Linked DNA regions of Danio rerio: region 1 is linked to region 2. The links are chromatin contacts, called in public Hi-C maps. All regions are on one chromosome and are shown on one strand. The core of a region is the stretch at or near the end of the contact, and the rest is flanking DNA. Distances in the headings are between cores, read along the strand shown. Region 1 holds the start of atic (5-aminoimidazole-4-carboxamide ribonucleotide formyltransferase/IMP cyclohydrolase). Region 2 overlaps stk16 (serine/threonine kinase 16).

What was found. Hi-C and Micro-C count contacts between places; a contact is called where the count stands out from the background.
Region 1: a Hi-C map of embryo shows a contact between it and region 2, with 2.9 times the contacts expected there. The contact joins the promoter of atic here to the enhancer-like site in region 2. A contact is called at or near these places in 4 of 18 Hi-C or Micro-C datasets (caudal fin, embryo, hematopoietic stem cells and 1 more) and 1 of 4 datasets of contacts at active chromatin or transcription factors (caudal fin).

What each region holds. Positions count from the first base shown.
Region 1 is chr1:6,886,060-6,888,861 of GRCz12tu, reverse strand. atic (5-aminoimidazole-4-carboxamide ribonucleotide formyltransferase/IMP cyclohydrolase) reads right to left here and starts at 1,400. Exons shown (of 15, transcript NM_001082796.2): 1 at 1,341-1,400; 2 at 55-181. The coding sequence starts at 1,356.
Region 2 is chr1:6,833,693-6,836,688 of GRCz12tu, reverse strand. It overlaps stk16 (serine/threonine kinase 16), which reads right to left. Exons shown (of 8, transcript NM_001017630.1): 8 at 1,044-1,766. The coding sequence ends at 1,625. Among named protein-coding and RNA genes, the nearest start is that of stk16, 11 kb to the right of the region's middle. Within about 2 kb of position 1,603, at least 4 of the 62 cell types and tissues checked have an H3K27ac peak or open chromatin away from gene starts, as enhancers often do.

The sequences.
Region 1 (2,802 bases), core at 151-2,650, 52 kb before region 2:
ACGATGGCACTGTAAACACATTTGAATGGCATGCAGTAATAAGAGATGCGTGACCTGACTGCAAGTCCAGCATCTCTGAGTGTTTTGGCGGTTCCTCCTGATGCCACTAATGACAGACCCACTGACACCAGACGCCTGGCGAACTCCACCAGTCCAGTCTTATCCGAAACGCTCAGCAATGCTGAAAGAGAAAAATCAATGAGTCAAATCAATTAGACAACCAGAAACTGTCCAAGCTCAGGACAAAGCATGTGACATTTCAACAAATGAAGCAATATGGAGAGTAGTTCAAATTGCATGTGATGATGACTAAACCACATCCATTTTTGTTTTTTGGCACAAAGTAAAACAATGATTGGATCAGGCTACAATACTATAGTCAGTTAATGATGTTTTAATAATTACACAGCGATGGTTTCAGACAGCAAAGTTACTGTGTTGATATGACGGCCCCAGTAAAATAAGCACGTCATGTTTTTTAATGTACATGTGAAATATAATTTCTAAAAGTGACTTTACATACATAGAAAGCGTTTTAAAATCTAAAATATATTAAATGTTGTGCTTTTTAAATAACACTCAAGAAAATATGATAAAATATAAGGGGAATAAACTCCGACTCATTCATGTGGTGTCTTCTGAAAATTAAATGTATTAATAAAAATAAGTACGAGAGTCAATAAGTCAGAAAAAAAACTTAGAAAAGTAAATAAATGCATAAATAAATGAACAAACAGGCCTTATTTCGAAATTCATAAATATGTTTTTGAATGATAGTCCAACCTATTTGTAAGAACACCCTAATATCTTGTACCAAAAATTACATATTTGGTAACTGATATACCTTATTATTTACAAAAATAAGCCTAATTTTAAGACTATAATGCAACATGCTTGAGCCAAATGCAGGGTATTACCATGGTACGTTTGTCTATACAATTAATAGTGGGATATCAGGTCAGCATGTGAATAGGTATCATGCACAAACTCTTTTCTCTACATCTATAAAGTTTATGTAGACAAAATAATCAAAAGACGAAATAAACAAAATAAACGCAATACTGTAGAACTTTGTAACTATAAAGCATTATGTTTGAGCCAAATGCATGGTTTTACCATGGTACGTTTGTCTATCAAAGTAATAGGGTGATATCAGGTCAGTTTGTAAATAAGTACCGCACACAAACTCTTTTCTATGCATCTATAAAGTTTATGTAATGTTAGTAAAGTCTGTGACGAAGCAACATGTCATCATCGTCCTACATCACCCCACAAAACAAACACAGCATACTAGATTTATATGCAAAACACGCAGAAAGTTTAAAAAGTAATACGATTACCTATTTCAGATGCCATGCTGCAGAGAAAGCGGAGGAAATCAGAGATTTGTGCTGGAGCGTCTCGTGAAGCGCGCGGTGTTAATCAAAACACGTGGATGCAATAGTTTTATCCGCGTAGATGCATGATGGGAATTGTAGTTTTTTAATTAAACGACACTCCCACTTCAGGGAAACTTGTTTAAAATCAGTTTTGTCGTAAGTATCCAGCTATAGAAAAGTGATTAAGAGACTTATCTGGATTTACAATTCAGTCATTGAAGTGTTTTTTTTTTTGTAGTAATTATGTTTAATGCTAATTTAAAATAAAAAATGCGATCAAGAGCATTTTTGTTTTCATTAAATAACAAATAATATATATTTTTAGACAAACCCAATATTGGTTTAACTGTTCAATAATTAGTACCCTAATATTCATAAAGAAAATTCTGACACTATCATTTTTTTTAAATTAATGCTTTAAGTGTTTAAAATAATAATTGTATAAATTCATTCATTCGTTTTTCTTCGTCTTAGTTCTTTGTTCTTTATTCATCAGAGGCCACCACAGTGGCAGGAACCGCCAACTTATACAGCATTTGTTTTACACAGCAGATGCCCTACCAGCCGCAACCCGGTATCGGGAAACACCCACTCTCATTCACACACATACAGCCAATTTAGTTTATTAAATTCACCTATAGTGCATGTCTTGGGACTGTGGGCGGAACCGGAGCACCCGGCGGAAACCCACGCAAACTCGGGGAGAACATGCAAACTCCACACAGAAATGAAAACCAAGACTCGAACCAGCGACCTTCTTGCTGTGAGGCGACCGTGCTAACCACTAAGGTACCGTGTTGCCTTAAATAAAAGTTATTAAAATAATTATTAAATTATAAAATAACATTTTAATCAAACCCACACCTAACAAACCCAGGAAAATCAAAGCGAGAATTTTCAACTGGTCTCTTATTACTCTTCATATATTTAAATAGGCTATTTTTAATATTATTCACACTTTATTAAAAATACACTGTTGCAGTTACGTACCGAAACATAAAAGATAGGAGTCATGATGCATGTTCAAACAGATACCACAGAAATATATCAATGAAAGTTGTCATTTACCTTTGCAAACACACCGAAAGATGGCGCCTGTCGCACACCTTGCATTTTCACAACATGAACTCCCAATGCCTTCAGAAGCTCCTCGCTTTGTCCTCTTTGCGTCTTCTTTGAGATCAGCAGAACATTAGAAGTTCTAAAAAAGACTGACATCAATATTTAAATATTGATAAACCTAGCCAAAATATATAACAGTAGGTCTACATTTCATATTAGCTCAGTGGTTAGCACTATCGCCTCATAGCAAGAAGCTCGCCAGTTCGAGTCCCGTCTCAGTTAGCATTTCTGTGTGGAGTTTACATGCTTTCTCCGTGTTGGTGGGTGCTCCGGGTTCCCCCCAGTCCAAACACATGCGCTA
Region 2 (2,996 bases), core at 354-2,853:
ATAACAAATTAAACCGTGATTTCTCTATTTTTAGCCCAAAAGCCTGATAGACTATTGTTGTGCAATGAAATATAGCGTTACTAACCGACGAGGAAACACGCATGACAGTGCTTTTACAAAATTCGTTCTTAGAAAGAGCAGCCAGGAAGGGGAAACTGATGGATTTGTGCGGAATATTAGCATCATTGACCCATAACCATGTAATGTACAGTGAGTTACCTGTCAGTATGTTTGTATGCTCTTTATAAATTACTGAACAACAGCTGCTGGTAAAGTATATTGATCACAAGTGCTCAGTCTGTGATCATATCTCGGTTTTGTTGTGTTTATTTGTAATTTCAAATATTCGTAGCTTAAAATAGATGGAAATATGAAGTTCAGTAAAGTTAGCAACAGATTCGCTCTGCTCCTTTAGCGCCCCTCACACTGCTTGATCCACGCTGGCATTTCTCCTCTTGGTTTTTTGGTTTTGAAAAAGGAAAAAATTCCACCATCCCGTCCAAAATTTAAGGATACCGGGTATCAGATGTACACAATCCATATGCACTCGCTCGAAAGTTTGAGAGCCCCTGCGCATTGCTACAGTTGCTAAGCCACCATTGGTGGGTGGCGGTTTTTGGGTGTGGCTTAGCGAAGGGTCAATTAACTTAACTGAATAATGGAAAAAAACAATTAAGTAGTCGCCCAAAAAACTTGAATTGTGTCTAATTTTAAATAAGTAGCTTGAACAAGCAGCAAAAGTAATTTCTTGACTATACAGTCACATCAAAATAATTACCAGTGTTTCTGGATTAGATTTTGAGTTCTTATATTGGAAATAATGTTTAGTCTCTTGCACAGGTTTTGCTCCATAAGTCATCAATGTATCATCAGGACCAACAGGTATTAATTTTGTTATTCCTGTACATGTTTTTGACTCTCAAAAGTGATGACTTTTATTTTATAAATCATCGAATCAATCAGATAAAAGCATAAAAGCATGTAAATGTTATGCTAAACAAAAAAAACTCTACATTTTAAACAAAAAGTGAAACGACTGCAAATTTAAATTTCTGGGTGAACTGCCCCTTTTAATGCATTGTGAATAATCAATAAACGATTGTATCATTTATGAAATAAACCGATATTTATCATAATCCTTTAATTCATTAACTAATGGTAAAAACAAGACCTTATTGGAAAGTGTTCCCAAATAATCTAACTTCTGTCAGTTACACTTAAAACATCAATTGAGAACATTATAAATAATCATTTTTGGTTCTTTAAAATGCACAAACAAATACAAGTAATAAAAAAGGGTATTATAATCAGAAAACAGCTTGTTTGATGATACGTAACATTAGTGAACAAACCTATTGCACTCTCTAATGTGGTTTGTGTGATAATATTGTGAATATTGCAACACGCCTGCTCAAATTTGACCCACAAAACCATCATAATTTCATGAATTTTAGGGCGGAAATTGAGACAGTGTGTTAATGGTGCGCTGAGCTCACTGAGGTAAGAGAGAGCAAATGTTTGCAAGGCTTATGAGTTCATTGAGTTATTTTTGTCTGAAATAGAGAGTGCATAGTCCAAAATGTCCAGAGTCCAGTGGAAACAGACGGGACGGCCAGAGGAATCATCATACTCTGTTTGTGTCGATATCTGTACCGTCTGAGCCCCGCAGACTCTTGATCTGATCGAGAACCCAGCCGATTCTGGGCCTTTCCTGAGGATTGGTCACCATAGTGGAGCTGAGCAGCGTTTGGAGCTCTGGAGAATAACTGCATCAAATATACAGACATGTCAACTGCTTATAAAGTTAACACAGTAACGTTTTGTTTTATTATTATTATTATTTGTTAAGGCAGCATTCCCAGTTGTAGAGATGCAAGAATATGTTATGATTAGAAAATATAAAGTAGCTTTCAATTTAATGCAAGAAAAAAAATAAATGTTATCCCAGTATACATTATTCATTCATTCATGGTTGTTTCGGCTTAGTCCCTTTATTAATCGAAGGTCACCACAGCGGAATAACCCGCCAACTTATCCAGCACGTTTTTTTTATGCAGCGGATGCCCTTCCAGCTGAAACCCATCTCTGGGAAACATCCACACACTCATTCACACTCATACACTACAGGCAATTTCGCCTACCCAATTCACCTGCACCGCATGTCTTTGGACTGTGGGGGAATCAGTATACATCATTTTATATATACATCCAAAAACAAATTAAAAGTGCTTCAGGGGTAGTTAATGTGTCTGTGCTCTTTGGGTAAGAGACTGATGAAGATACCTGATGAAGGTAAGTGTTGCCGAAATGCGTAGGCGTAGTTTTAAACGAATAGACAGTTATGATAATAATGGCTTTGTAATTTTTTCACTTACATTTCGAGTGCCTTGGAATTATGGTTTTGTTGTTTATCACTTTATATATATTTACCACAATGTATAAAAAACTTATATACATGTACAGTTGAAGTCAGAATTATTAACCCCCCTTAATTAAACCACTTGTTTATTTTTTACCCAATTTCTGTTTAACGGAGAGCAGATTTTTTTTTTACACATTTCTAAACACAATAGATTAATAACTCATCTCTAATAAATTATTTATTTTAGCTTTTCTATGATGACAGTAAACAATATTTGACTAGATACTATTCAAGACACTTCTATACAGCATAAAGTGACATTTAAAGGCTTAACTAGGTTAATTAGGATAAACTAGGCAGGTTAGGGTAATTAGGCAAGCTACTGTATAACGATAGTTTGTTCTGTAGACTGAGAAAAATATAGCTTAAAGGGGCTAATATTTTTGACCTTTTAATAAAAAGTGCTTTTTTTCTAAAAATAAAACAAATAAGACATTCTCTAAAAGAAAAAAATATTTTCAGACATACTGTGAACTTTTTCTTGCTCTGTTAAACATCATTTGGAAAACGTTTAAAAAAGAAAAAAAAAATTTCAACTGTGTTTATATATATATATATATATATATAACCCATT